2 separate regions of the Rattus norvegicus genome follow, and region 2 is linked to region 1. A link is a contact called in public Hi-C data. All regions are on one chromosome and are shown on one strand. Each heading gives the region's core, a stretch centred on a gene start, on an enhancer-like site or on the middle of the called end of the contact. The rest is flanking DNA. Distances are from core to core; before and after follow the strand shown. Region 1 overlaps Stat5b (signal transducer and activator of transcription 5B). Region 2 overlaps Stat5a (signal transducer and activator of transcription 5A).

What was found. A called contact is a pair of places that touch in the nucleus more often than the background predicts.
Region 2: a Hi-C map of liver shows a contact between it and region 1, with 2.7 times the contacts expected there. The contact joins two enhancer-like sites. A contact is called at or near these places in 4 of 12 Hi-C or Micro-C datasets (hepatocytes, kidney and liver).

Annotation. Positions count from the first base shown.
Region 1 is chr10:86,230,557-86,238,041 of GRCr8, reverse strand. Stat5b (signal transducer and activator of transcription 5B) reads left to right here. Exons shown (of 19, transcript NM_022380.2): 2 at 4,625-4,762. The coding sequence starts at 4,635. Among named protein-coding and RNA genes, the nearest start is that of Ghdc, 36 kb to the right of the region's middle. Within about 2 kb of position 2,606, at least 7 of the 93 cell types and tissues checked have an H3K27ac peak or open chromatin away from gene starts, as enhancers often do. A contact at or near this core is called in liver, where this site is marked.
Region 2 is chr10:86,292,314-86,299,798 of GRCr8, reverse strand. Stat5a (signal transducer and activator of transcription 5A) reads right to left here. Exons shown (of 19, transcript NM_017064.2): 6 at 1-94. Among named protein-coding and RNA genes, the nearest start is that of Stat5a, 10 kb to the right of the region's middle. Within about 2 kb of position 3,283, at least 2 of the 93 cell types and tissues checked have an H3K27ac peak or open chromatin away from gene starts, as enhancers often do. A contact at or near this core is called in liver, where this site is marked.

The DNA of each region.
Region 1 (7,485 bases), core at 1,357-3,856:
CAGGTGTATACCACCACACTGAGCTGTTCCTCCCTTAAAGCAGTAATAAACTCCAGAAATATGCTTGGCCAACAGGACATGTGAAAGATTTATGTACTTGTTCATTTAGCATATCGGTTCTCTACCTGTGTAGGTCACAACCCTTTGGGGTTTGAATGACCTTACCACTGGGTCATCTAAGACCATCGGAAAACACAGATACTTACATTATGGTTCGTAACAGCAAAATTACAGTTGTGAAGTAGCGATGAAATAATTTTATAGTTGGGGGTCACCATGGCATGAGGAATTGTATTAAAGGGTTGTAGCATTAGGAAGGGTGAGAACCATGGATTTAACAAATATTTGTTTGCTGCTCTCTGTGCTGAGCTGCTACACACACACTTTGGGGACAGGGCAGTATGACATGTCCTCTTCTATTGGGATTCAGTGGGAAACGATAAATTAAAACAAAAGAAGGGGCTGGGGATTTAGCTCAGTGGTAGAGCGCTTACCTAGGAAGCGCAAGGCCCTGGGTTTGGTCCCCAGCTCCGAAAAAAAGAACCAAAAAAAAAAAAAAAGATAGAAAAAGAAAACTAGACAGAAAAAAGACAGGCCTGTGTGATGAAAGGGAGACCACCCATATAGAGTCACCGGAGTTAAACAGAGTTGATGAGCTAATTTAAGATATTTCCTTCTGGGTTGGGAATTTAGCTCAGTGGTAGAGCGCTTGCCTAGCAAGCACAAGGCCCTGGGTTCGGTCCCCAGCTCTGAAAAAAAGAAAAGGAAAAAAAAAAAAAAGAGAGAGATGTTTCCTTCTACACCATAGAATTCCATACTGGTGTTGTGTTCCATTATAACTTTGAAAAGAGCTGATTTGGGGCTGGAGAGATGGCTCAGCTGTTAAGAGCACTGGCTGCTCTTCCAGAGGACCTGGGTTGGATTCCCAGCACCCACAACCACAGCTCACAACCATCTGGAACTCCAGGTCCAGGAGATCTGGCGCCCTCTTCTGGCCTCCATGGGCACTGCACACCTGTGGTCCACAGACCTACATGCAGGCAAACACCCACACATATTAAATAAATAGATAGGGAAAAAATGTATCTTAAAAAAGGAAAGAGCTGGCACGTTCAATTTCATTTGCTCACATTTGTGTACTTAAGCAACAACAACAGGACAGTACTGCTCATTGCCAAGCACTGTTGTAGATAAAGTCACCGTGTGTTTAAGATGGCTTCCCCTTCCTTAATGAATACGATGTGTGCCAGGGCAGTGGCACAGAGAGAGTGGACGACAGAGTGAGCCCAGAACCTTCCCACCATGTTCCTTCTTCTGTCCTGAGTCAGTTCAGCAGGTGAATTTGCAGACACAAGAGATTTTAGTGTCTGTTGGAATCATTCAAATTTTCATTAAGGGAGCTATGACGAGGTCCTACTTCTGTCTTGTTCTAGGGCTGAGTGTGTGGCTGTGTATATGTGGCTCTGAGTATGTGTGTGTGTGTGTGTGTGTGTGTGTGTGTGTGTGTGTGTGTGTGTGTACACTTATGGAGGCTTGAGCTATTTACCTTTTAATTTTATTTTTGAGACGGGGTCTCACTATGTAGTCCTGGCTAGCCCGTTACTTGCTATATAGACCAGGCTGACCCCAAACTCATGAACAGCCACCTACCTCTGCCTGTGACCATGCCACCATACCCAGCTCCCTCCCACTCTGTCTTTTGAGAGAGTGTCTAAGTCAGACTGACTGGCCGATGAGCCTCAGAGACCCACCTGTCTCCCCCCGCCCCAGCTCTGAGATTACAAGTATACACCATTCTGCCTGGCTTTTTACCCGGATTCTAGGCTTTGAAGTTGGGTCCTCAATGCTTGCAAGGCAAACACTGGCTGAGCCATCTTCCTAGCCGAGTCTGTCTTTATTTGTTCTCATGTTATTTATGTTGATTTTGCATGTATGAATGTTCTGTACACATGTATGTTTGTGCACTATGTGGGTTCGCAGTGCCCTTGGAGGCCAGAGGAGTGCATCAGAGCCCCTGAAGCTGGGGTTACAGATGGTTGTGAGCCATCAACTGGGTGCTGGGAGACAAACCCAGGTCCTTCTCAAGAGCAACAGTGCTCTTAACCACTGAGCCATCTCTCCAGCACCCCTTCCTTGTTCTTAACTAAGAAAGACTGCTTACCTGAACCCCAGCTCTTCACTCTTCTGTCAGGCCCCCCACATACTTAAATCTCCAGTTTCTTCCACTCCCAATCTCTTTGCCTTTCCTCTACAATCATGAGCTGGTGGTCCTGGTCTGATTTGGAGACCTCCCTGAAACACCGTCTTCCACATGTCTGACTAGGAAGCAGAACTGCTCTCCCGTCCCAGTTTTCCTCTTGGTGAACCCACACCCACTGAACTCCGCTATACTGGAAAATCTCACTGTTGTCTCAGCCCTAAAGCCTGAAAGCCCCAAGTTAAACCATCCAAGTATCCTATGGCAGCCCACACATCTAAAATAGGTAACCGGCACCCAGCCCGCACCTCACTGCTGACTAACTGACTTGTCCCATAAATAGCTCAGTGTTACTCGATCAGACAGCCACTGCTCACAGAGAGGGATCTTTGTTTCCTGGCACACATGTGCCGTCTCTGGTCGTCAACACAACCCAGGTCCAGTGCACTGGACCATGGCTGTAGCATAGTCCTTAGGAGAACTGTGCAAATCAGTAGCTCAGTCACTTTCAGATTGGATTCAAGATGCCCAGAAAGCAGTGTTAGAGCAAGTCTGGTTTCAAGGTCTTCCTCCTATTAACGTAGCTTCTCCAGTCTGGGGAATCCCAGGTCTCTGCCAAATGGACTCAGGTCTGTCAGAAAAGGTTCCTAGTAGTTTCAGAAAGCCTTTGTTTGTTTATCTGAGTACACTGTAGCTGTCTTCAAACACACCAGATCCCATTACAGATGGTTGTGAGCCACCATGAACTCAGGACTTCAGTGCTCTTAACTGCTGAGCCATCTCTCCAGCCCCCAGAAAGCCATTTTCTTTTTTTTGTTGTTGTTGTTGTTTTGTTTGTTTGTTTTTTGTTTTTTGTTTTTTTTCCGGACCTGAGGACCGAACCCAGGGCCTTTCATTTGCTAGGCAAGCACTCTACCACTGAGCTAAATCCTCAACCCCAGAAAGCCATTTTCTAAAGTGTGCTTCTGTTGGTGCAGCTTGTTTTGGTTTTGATGTTGTTTAAGAAAGGGTCACAGGAAGCCCAAGTTGGCCTTGAACTCTTGATCCTCCTGCCTTCATGTCCTGAGTTCAGGGATTATAGGCTTTACCACAATAGCTCATTAAAAAAAAAAAAAGTCTCACGGTTGCTGAGACTACTGGCTCAAGCCTGTGATCTTAGGTTAAATTAGAAGACAGCAAGTTCAGTGGGCCATGGTGGTGCACGCCTTTAATCCCAGCACTCAGGAGGTAGAGGTAGGCAGATCTCTGAGTTTGAGGACAACCAGGACTACAAAGAGAAATCCTGTCTCAAAAAAACAAAACGACAACAACAAAACCAAATAAATGAATTAAAATTTAAAAATGAAAAGTTTAGGGCCAGCCTGGGCTATAGAGTGAATACATAGTCAGCCTAGACAACTAACTTAGTGAAACACTCTCTCCAAATAAAAAGTCCAGAAGAGGCCTGGAATATAGGTCAGCTGTGGAGCTCTTCTTGCCTGGCATGACCCAGGTCATAGGTTCAATCTCCATTATAAAAGGAGAGCAACGAGAAACCCGACCGCTAACCATTGCAACACCACAGTCCATTCTCCTAGTCAACACATACTGTTTCTGCCTTGGACTGTGTGTGGGTGTCGTAAATCAAACATTGTTCTACAGATTCCATAGCAGTAACTCCAACGGTGAACTTGGCCAGATAAGTCTCTGCTCTGTGTTAAGAGCGCGGCTGCTAAGCTCACTGTGAGAACATGCAGGCCTCGCTCTGTCCCGAGTCTCGTCTGTCTTTCTGATCCCGTTCAAAGGGTAGCGTCTTCCATTTCACAAAGCCCAAATACCAAACCTAAAGTTATTGTTCAGATCGCTACACTGATCATTCATGGTGCCCGTTTGAAACGATGCTATAACCCCGTGGCGGTTTCCAGCGAAAGCAAAGACCGGGTCTAGGATATCGAAACTGTTCACGGCTCCTTCCCTAAGGCTGGTTTTTCTGGTTCCGCCTTTTGCGCCACAATAGTCAATGTTTCATAGATCCGTCTGGGGCCCTTCCCACGGCCATGCTGGGTGTCTGCATTTTAAAAACACGATAAAGCTTGAAGTCAGTTCAAGAATATTGATCGGGGCAGGTGTGATGGTTCAGTGGGTAAAGGCAGTTACTGAGCAACCTGGCAACCTGCGTTTGATCCCTAGAACCTACCTAAAGATGCAGGGAAAGAAACGACTCCACAAAACCATCCTCTGACCTCCACACATCCACTGCGGCACGTCTGTGCCCGCACGAAACCACACACAGTAATAAAAGGAAAAGAAATGTTTACAGACTTGACCTATACTGTACCAAAAGGAGAGAGAACATTCACTCTTAAAACCTGTGCATATTTACTTCAGTGGCTTTGAAGGGGACGGAGACTAGAAACAAACAAATAAATCAAGGCCTTTGTTTAACAGGTTGTAAGCCATGGCAATGTGGATACAGGCTCAGCAGCTCCAGGGCGATGCCCTTCATCAGATGCAGGCCTTGTACGGCCAGCATTTCCCCATCGAGGTGCGACATTATTTATCCCAGTGGATCGAAAGTCAAGCCTGGTAGGTAAAGAGTTTCTATGTCATCTTTTGGGAAGCACAAGGACATTGAACTTGGATGAGAAAAAATGTTATAGCTAAGACTTTAAAAGTTGTGAGTAACCTAGGCTTCGTGGTCCCCACCTCTAACACTCATGGTCCTAGCTGAGGCAGAAGGAAAAGGAGGAGGTGGGGGATGGGGGGGAGCTGTGTGTTGGGCTGGATGAGTAAGCTCAGTGGTAAAGTACAGGCATGAGGCATCAAGGCTCTGGATTCAGCCCTTAGGTCCCATCTCCAAGAAAAGTTGTTTGAAAATCTTCATGCAACACACACACACACACACACACACACACACACACACACACACACACACACATGCTCCTCTTAGATTCAGGGAGATGAAATAATTTTGGAACTTTTAATTTTTGTTTTTTTTTTAATTAAGAATATATGTGTGTGTCTGTATATGGATGTATACACGAGGGCAGGTACCCTCGGAGGCCAGAAAACAGCTGGAGCTGGAGTTCCAAGGGGTTTTGAACCACCCAATGTGGCTGTTGGGATCTGAACTCAGGTAGAGCAGGAAGCCCTCCGAACCACACAGCCATCTCTCCAGCCTCTCAGCTTGCCTTGTTTGGTTTGGTTTGGCTTGGCTTGTTTTTTGTTTTTTGTTTGGTTTTGTTTTTTTGTTTTTTGGGTTTTTTTTTTTGTTTTTGTTTTGTTTTGGGGTTTTTTTTGTTGTTTGTTTGTTTGAGACAAGGTCTCTCACTGTGGCCTTGGCTGTCCTGGAACTCGAAAGTTCTGGGATTAAACGCAAGAATCATGCCTGGCTTTTTTTCCCCAAGGTAAAATTTCACCGTGTAGTTATGCATGGCCTGCATGCATTATATAGACCAGCCTAGTCTTAGGCTCGAGATCAGCCTTTGCCTCCCATGCGCTGAAATTTATATCTTATAAATCAGATGTTTAACATACTAATTTAATAATCAGAACATTCGTGGCTCTTTGTTTTCTTCTTTTTCTGAAACAAGGCCTCACACTATGTAGGCCTGGCTGTCCCGGAATTCACTCAGTAGACTAGGCTAGCCTTGAACTCACAGAGATCCGGCTCCCTCTGCCTCCCAAGTGCTGGGATGAAAGGCCCGTGTCATTACACCTGGCTTGAAACATTCGTGTTTTAAATTCATATTTACATATACAAACGAAAATACTCTAAAATATCAACAACGAGGCAAGATAGCTCAGTGAGTTTAAAAAAAAAAAAAACTAGCCACCAACCCTGATATTCTGAATTTCAATGTCAGAATCAACATGGTAGACAAAACTGACACCTCCACACTGCAATGTGGCATCCACATTGAGACATACACAGACACAAACTAAATGGCTTTTTTTTTTCCTTTTTAAATACGAATAGTGGGGGTTGGGGATTTAGCTCAGTGGTAGAGCGCTTGCCTAGGAACCGCAAGGCCCTGGGTTTGGTCCCCAGCTCCAAAAAAAAAAAAAAATACGAATAATGATTACCTCTCAGTGTTGACTTAGCCAACATCTTTATTTCCTAAATTATGAATTATGTACCTGAGCTTTAAAATTGTTAGATCAGTATAACACAGGCCAGTAGTAACGTATCTTACTTTGCAGTGCCATGGCAAACTTGCAGCTCACACAGGACATCTATACCAAGGAGCTGCTGCCTCCTCAGCTCTGCCACATCCTCACCGGCCCGCCGTGTGCCCTGCAGTGCTCAGGGCAGGGCGCTTGCCCGTCAGCCCCAGTCTGTCAGTCAGCGTGACACATTCATTAGACTAGACAGCCTTTTACCCGGGTGGTGGGGCTACAGCTCTGGTGCTGCTGGGAGGAGGCTGTCTATATCCGCTGGAGATGAGGCCGTACAGTAATTATAGCAGTTTGTTAGCCAGGCTCCATTCAGAAACAAGCCTGCCGAAGGAAGGCAATTTTTCTGGGCAATTAAAAAAAAAAAAATCCCAGCTTCATATAATTAAGAGGGGGAAAAAAAAAACCCTGGCTAAATAGGAGAATGTCAAACAGTCAAACACACCTAGGTTGGTCCTTTCCCTTTCTCTTTCCTTTTTTTTTTTCTGTTTCAACGATTTGGGGGACTTCGGAAAACATTAATAAGAAGTTCTGTTGATTTACAATTTCACTCGGAGACCAGAGATAAGGATGCTGATCAGCTGTAGAGCATTCGTCCAGCTCGACAGACCTGGCTCAATTCCAAGAGAGAACAAAAGACCGTTTTCATTTATTTGAGCACAATAACGCAATGCCTGTGATTCCAGCTACTCAGGAAGCTGAGGCAGGGGAATTACTTAAGCCTAGGAACTCAAGACAGTCCTAGGCAAGTGGGCTTTCATCTAGCAGGTCTCCCGAGTGGTCTACTTACTGACCAAGCTCTGCAAAATGTGGGGTGATGTTAAGGAGAACCTGCATTTTAGATAGTGTCCTTCCATGAAGAAATAGAGATACCAACAAAGAGTTTCCAGTTCTTCGTACTGAAGCTGTCGCGAAGTCTTCTGTCGTAGGCAATGGTTGAGTTGGAATTGAGAACCAGACTGCTGAGTTCTATCTCAAAGACTGGATCCTCTCAGCGGCGGGCTCCCAGTCAGAACCGGAGGGCAAGGCAGCGCCTTCAGCCCTTCCAGCCTTCCACTTAGTACATATTTTATTCAACACATAGAGTATACAGTTCTAAAAGCCGGTTTTGTCACTGCCCTCTCCAGACACAG
Region 2 (7,485 bases), core at 2,034-4,533, 61 kb before region 1:
AGCCAGGTCTCCAGGGACACTTGCTTCTGCTGGAGGGCTGTCTCCCTGCTCATGCGCTCCTGGGGGTTCAGCTGGGCCAGCTGGGCAAACTGAGCTGGAGGAGGGGACAAGTCATCATTTCTGATGTCCATCAGGAACCTTTTAGTATCTGCACTCATATGCTCTGGAGTGAGCTTCTCAGTCAGGCCTCCCATCCGTAACAAGTTAGGGTGCCTACGGGCATGAATGCCCAAGATCATGCCCTCAGAAGACAGCTTCTAGACTGCTCATAGGCTCCCACTGACTCTCCCCTGAGCAGTGGGAGTCAGTGTCCAGAGCGAAGCAGCAGAGGGCCCTACCTGGTGGCCCTTGTCTGCCCTCACCACACACTGTTGGCAAAGCCTCCCCATAGGGCTTAGAGATGGGCACAAGTAGCCCTGCTTTTGAAAAGCTGGGATGGGAGAGTTGGCTCCAAGGTTAACGGGACTGGCTACTCTTGCAGAGGACCTGGGTTCAATTCCCCACACCCACGTGGCAGCTCACAACTGACTGTAACTCCAGTTCCAGGAGCTCCAAGACCCTCACACAGACACACATGCAGGAAAAACACCAATTCACCGAAAATAAGAATAAATAAATCCTTTTTTAAAAAAAGCTGGGTGAAATGGCCAAATACCTTGCTTTCCTGTGTCTCAGTTTCCCCATTTGTAAAAGGGTAGAATCCTGACACTAGCCCAGTGGGCTACTATGGTGACCAAAAACCTGATGGTGCTGTAAAGTGCCTGTCACATATAGGATCTATGCAGGTTGGTCCTAATTGGTGGACAGACGAAGGTTACAAATGAGGGGTGACAGAGACAAGTCCTTTCAGCCCCATCCGTGACGTGGGAGCCCCATCCAGAGGACCTGGCTCTTCAACCTCATCCAGTCACCCTTGAGTTCAGCAGTGTTTTCTCAGGAGCAGTGTGACTGTCTGGGACTGCGTGGTGCCTGACCAGGGTGGGCCACCATGAGCTCAGCTGAGAAGGAGGGAGAGGCAGATAGACAGACGCACACAAGCATTGTACGGCCCCCTGGAATATCATTAGTGTAATGGGTTGAGTATGTTTGGCCCAGGGAGGGGAAGGTAGTCGACCTGCCACCAGGTTGCTGGCTGGTCACCTTGAGGAATGGTGCCACAGCTGGGGCTCAGTGTTGGTCTCTGCTGTTGGCAGATCTGTCACTCAGCAGCTGTAACCAGGTCAGCCTTGGTGAGTGGAAGTCCATGTTGTTGAGCCCAAGCATAACCTCCATCTCGGCCACCATGGCCACTTTGTTCATGTGCTTATTGAGCAATGGCAGGGATGGCTGGGGAAAGAGGCTGACTGTCCACAGAACGGGTCATCCTATCCACTTGATTATTGAACTCCTCCTCAGCTGAAGTCATCTTTTGGTGAGCATTTACATGGGACACCGATATCTTCACATCCTTTACCCATTTGGAGAGATCTATCCACATAATTCTCCCCCAGAAGTCTTCCTCACCATTTTCCAATCGGGATCTTTCCAAGTCCCTGACCATCCAGCCAATCCATAGGCTACAGCCCATGAGTCAGTGAACAGTCGTACATCTGGCCATTTCTTCTTCCAAACAGACTGTAATACCATGTGTACTGCCCGAAGTTCTGCCCATTGTGAAGATTTTCCTTCACCTGTATCTTTCAGGATTGTCCTGGAAAGGGGTTGTAAGGCTGCAGTTGTCCACTTGCGGGTGGTGCCAGCATGACGTGACAAACCGACAACCAGGTCCTATCGTCTCTTTTTCAGTCTGGTGATCACAGGGACCCCCCCAATGAGACTACAGGTGCGTGCTTGGCAGCAGATGGCATTGTAGCAGGAGTAGAAACCATAGGCATTTGAGCAACTTCTTTCTTGGTTGTGGGAGGGGCCGGGTACAATAACCTATCTTAGAAGGAATATCTCTGAATGTCCCACACCACTGGATTCCTAAGAATTCCACTAAGGTAGACGGTCCTTGGAGTTTGGTTGGATTTATTTCCCAGCCTCTGATACACACATGTGTTACCATTGAGTCCAAAGTGGTTGCTACTTTCTGCTCACTTGGTCCAACCAGCATAATGTCATCGATATAGTGCACCAATGTGATATTTTGCCGAAGAGACAGACGATCAAGATTCCTTCTAAGGAGAGTTAATATATCCTATGTGTATCAGTAAAGGTATACTGCTGGCCTTGCCAACTGAAAGCAAATTGTTCCTGGTGGTTCTTATGGACAGGTACTGGGAAGAAGGCATTTGCTAGATCAACAGCTGTATACCAGGTACCAGGAGGTGTGTAAATTTGCTCAAGTAATGAAGCTACACCTGGTAAAGCAGCCTCAAGATCTCCAGGCCAAGATCCAGGTCAGAAATTTGTATCTGCCAGCCTCAAGATCTGGATCACAGGTGAGCCCTGCGATTCTGCACTGTAGTTCATTCCACATATAGTCAAGTTGACAACCAGGAACAGCCATCACAATCAGCAAGATTCTCATAAGGAACAAGGTGAGGGGTGACAGGGCCTCACCATCAGCTGTTGGGAAGCCCACGGGTGGCAGGAACAGGTGGTGAAATGTAGTTCTAATACCCATGCGTGCATGTGGGGATGGGTGTGTCTATGCAGGGGCAGGTGCTGAAGCATGTCTCCGTGTGTGTGTGCATATCTGTGTATATGTTATGTCAGAGGTGGGTGTTGACCTAGGGATCATGAAACTGAGGAGGGCACCAAACTCAATGTATAGCCAGGGATAATCTCGAACACTTATTCTCCAGTGCTGGGGCCACGGATGTAGCCCATCATGCACAGTTGTCTGTGGTACTGGGAATTGACTGACTTCCTGCATGTCCCGCTAGTGCTCTACCAGCTGAGATCCATGCTCAACCCTCACCCCAGCACCCTTTTCACATTTGAGAAGAAATCGCGAGACACGTGTGGGACAGAGTGATGCAGGGAACACAAACCCAGCAGCTCAGCTCTCTCAGCTCGGCTCAGTGTCAAACAAGTTGAGGGTTGAAGCTACCGGCCATCTCCACTGCTGGCAGCCCTCCCCTGTGCCACATTAAAAGGACCCTGAATGCTGGCATTTACCACTCTCTTTAGTGGTCCTTGAGGCTCCCTGAATCCTTACTTAGGTCTAGTCAAGAAACCATGCAAACTGGCATGGCTCATTCAAGTTCCTGGCTGGCTTCCGAGAACCAAGTCACATTGACCTGATCCTTGCCCCAGGGACACACAAGCTGGGACAGACAAAAGCAACGCTAGCAAGCAGGACAAGCTCACGGGAACATGGTTCCCATTTTCCGGCAGTGTGGTGGGCGGAAGGACTACTGACTAGATTCAGAACTTCCTTCTGAACACAGGACTGCCAATGTCCTGGCCCAGACTTCCCTTGGAGGATCCCTTTAGATTTCTCCTGGCCATTTGCACAGGTTTCTGGGAAGGAGGCCAAACGATCCAAGACAACCAACCGTTGGCTCCATCGGAGGAACTGGGTCTTCCCTTCTGCAAACAGATCAGTACTTCGTGTTTTGATTTGCAGGGCTGGAGATCAAATCCAGAGCGCCAGGCCTGCCAGCCAAGGGTTCTTTGACTGAACTCTATTTCCAACTTTCTGTGCTTACAGTATCGAGCTGGATAAATGAGACAAAGTGACTCCACCTACATATGGATACAAACCTCACTCAGAACACAAAGCCAGTGCTGCACACAGGCAATGGAAACGGCTCCCTTAAACACGGGTTGTCAGGAGGTGATAGTACACACCCGAAATCCCAGCCCTTGGGAGGCTGAGGCAGCTCAAGGCCATTGCCAGGTACACAGGGAGGCTGGGGCCTGGCTGAGCTTAAAAATGAAATAGAATAAATACAAAGTCAAACTCAATAGGGCGATGTCTGCATTATGAACCCTTTTCATGCTACGACTAAGTCTTGCTACATTATAAATTTTTTAAAAGCATGGATAGGGGGCCAGTGAAATCGCTCCATGGTGGAAATGTTTACCTGCAAGCATAGGGACTTGAGCGTGCATCCCGGCACCCACATAAAAGCCCAGCATGAAGGTGCTCCTCTGAAACCCCAGCTCCACAGAATGATGGGGGTGGGGTGAGGGTGGGAGCCAGAGACGGAAGACCTCTGAAGCTCCGAGAGCTCCAAAATTATTATAGAGAAAAACTGACGAGATGCTAGCTACCAACCTCTGGCCTCTATATGCAGAAGTGCACAAGAACACCATGCTCACATGCACATATGCACACGTGCATACATGCACACATTCTTACATGCACAGAAGAAAAGAAGAAAGGAGGGCGGCAAAAGGAAATTTAGGTACAACCATGATAAACTGGGAGTGGCAGCCACCTTTAATCCCAGCACTTGGTAGGCAGAGCCAGGTGTATTTCTGTGTGTTCAAGGCTAGCCTGACCTACGTAGTGAGTTCCAGGATTGTCAAGACTACACAGTAAGATCCTGTCTTTTTGTTTTTGTTTTTGGTTTTTTTTTTAAGGGATATGACAGATACTCAGCATTTAAAACTTCTCACTATTTTTATTGTTCTTCCAGGGGACCCCAGTTTGATTCCCAGATCCTGTGTCCTAACTTACAATTGCTTATATCTTCAGAGTGCACACACACACACACACACACACACACACACACACACACAAACACACACACACACATAAAAATAAAATAAATTCTAAAATAAAAAAAGGAAGGAAGGAAAAAGAAAGAGAGAGAGAGAGAGAGAGAGAGAGAGAGAGAGAGAGAGAGAGAGGTGGGCATGACAAAGCATATCTGTAATCCCCTGGAGGATCATGAGTTCAAAGCCAGCCTAGGCTACATGGCACAACCTTGTCTCAAAAGTCTATAAATAAATAAATAAATAAATAAATAAATAAATAAATAAATAAGAAAGAAAGAAAAGAAAAAACCATTCCAGAATTGTCAGAATGCTTGATCAGAAAAGCAAACTAATCATAAGTGTTTGTACCTGCACCTGTTAACAGTTTCAAAATCCCTACAGGAAGTGCTTACAGAAAGCACTAGTCATGGGAGGATATTCTGATGCCTCTCTTTTAGTAGTTGATGAAATCAGCTAAAACAGCAACAATAAAAAAATCCCAAAACAGGGGCTGGGGATTTAGCTCAGTGGTAGAGCGCTTACCTAGGAAGCGCAAGGCCCTGGGTTCGGTCCCCAGCTCCGAAAAAAAGAACCCCCCCCCCAAAAAATCCCAAAACAAACAAACAAAACCAAAGAACCCTGACAACCACCACCACAAAAACTCTTTTGAAATAAAAGGGTCACCAGCCTGGTTAGGGGGTGCTTTCTGGAAAGCACAAAGACCCAAGTCCCAAGTTCAATGGCCAGGACTCACGTTAGAGAAGAGAGCCATCTCCTACAAACTGTTCTCTGACTTCCACATGCCTACAATGGCATTCATGCCCGCCCAAGCACACACAATAAATAAATGTCATTTTTAAAAGATCGAAAGAGGTTGGGGATTTGGCTCAGTGGTAGAGCGCTTGCCTAGGAAGCACAAGGCCCTGGGTTCGGTCCCCAGCTCCGAAAAAAAGAATAGAAAAAAAAAAATTATTGGATAAAAGATCGAAAGACCAAGATCTGCAGTTTTCAAAGAGTCATTTAAAGGACCCCCGGTGAGCACCCGAGACCCTCAGAAATTTCCCTCAGGAAGGGAAACCATTTTTCACAAAGTCCTAAGACCTCAATTGCCTTGATACTTGTTTTGTCTTTTGCTTGAATTTCTTTAACTTGTCAAATTACATAGTATATGGATAATAGACCAACACAGCAAAAAGAGTTTGTTGAAAAATGTTTGAATTTTCTTACTGTACAGTACCAATGTTGTACACAAAAATCATTGCAAATGAATCTTGGAGTTTTAACTGGTAACTTTATGATTGGGGGTAATAATGACTTTTTAATTTTCTTATTTTAAAATAATTTTGATTTTCTCTTTGATAATTTTTTTAAAGATTTATTATATATGATTACACTGTAGCTGTCTACAGACACACCAGAAGAGGACATCAGATCCCATTACAGATGGTTGTGAGCCACCATGTGGTTGCTGGGATTTGAACTCAGGACCTTTGGAAGAGCAGTCAGTGCTCTTAACTGCTGAGCCATCTCTCCAGCCCTCTCTTTGATAATTTTACACACACACACACACACACGCACACACACACACACACACACACACACACACACACACACACACACATATATATATATATATATATATATATATATATATAGAGAGAGAGAGAGAGAGAGAGAGAGTCATATTTACCCTGCCATGTGTTTTGAATCGGGGATGTGGTTTCCCTATGTAGCCTAGGCTAGTTTTAGACTCCTCATCCTCTTGCTGATAGCCCTTTTTCGGTGCTGAGATTATAGATAAGCACACCAAGCCTGGGTCTTCTATCCTTTCTGTTTTTGTAACAGGATCTAATTTAGCCCAGGCTAGACTGAACCTGCTGTATAGCTGAGGATGACCTTGAACCTCTAATCTTTCTCCCTCCAACACCCAATTACTGGAATTACAGGCCTGGGTCACCATGTTCAATTTATGCAGACAGAACCCAGGACCTCTTCACTTTGGGCGAGCAAACTACCAACTGAGCCACATCCCCAGCCAGAGGCTTCACTCTTGATATCTAACAAGTGTGCCATGGAATTTTCCAGCGGCTACAAGACATTACCACAGATTGAAAGCAAGACACGGCTATCTTTTATCAAGGCTGCCATGAAAGAGATTTGCAAAGACAGTCATGCATTACTTAAGGGTGTGGATATATTCTGAGAAATGCATGGTTAGGGGATTTGTCATTGTGTGGACATCAGAAAACTTCACAGATTAGAGGTCACGGCTTACTACATATTCAGGCTATATGGTATGAAACATATAAGAGCCCCGTTCCATTGATGACCAATGCATTGTTGTGTGCTACATGACTATCTGAAAGCCACTCTGGCAGGGGTTGGGGGTGGTGCACACTTTTATTCCCAGCTCTTCGGAAGCAGAGACAGGCAGATCTCCGTGAGTTCGAAGCCAGCCTGGTCTACAGAGCGAGCTCCAAGGACAGCCAGGGCTACACAGAGAAACCCTATGTGGAAAAACTAAAGGGGGTGGGGGAAGGCCACGTCTCTTCTATTCACTAAATTTGACTTTGGAAAAGTCTAGAGTATTTTTTTAAATTATTTATTTAATGTATATGAGTACACTGTAGCTGTCTTCAGACACACCAGAAGAGGGCATCAGATCCCATTACAGATGGTTGTGAGCCACCATGTGGTTGCAGGACACTGAACTCAGGACCTCTGGAAGAGCAGTCAGTGCTCTAAACTACTGAGCCATCTCTCCAGCCCCGAAGAGCAAATTTTTTTAAATTCTCCTTTTATGGTTACATTACCAAATTTCTGCTTTCTCTGTTGTTTAAGGTGACAGCC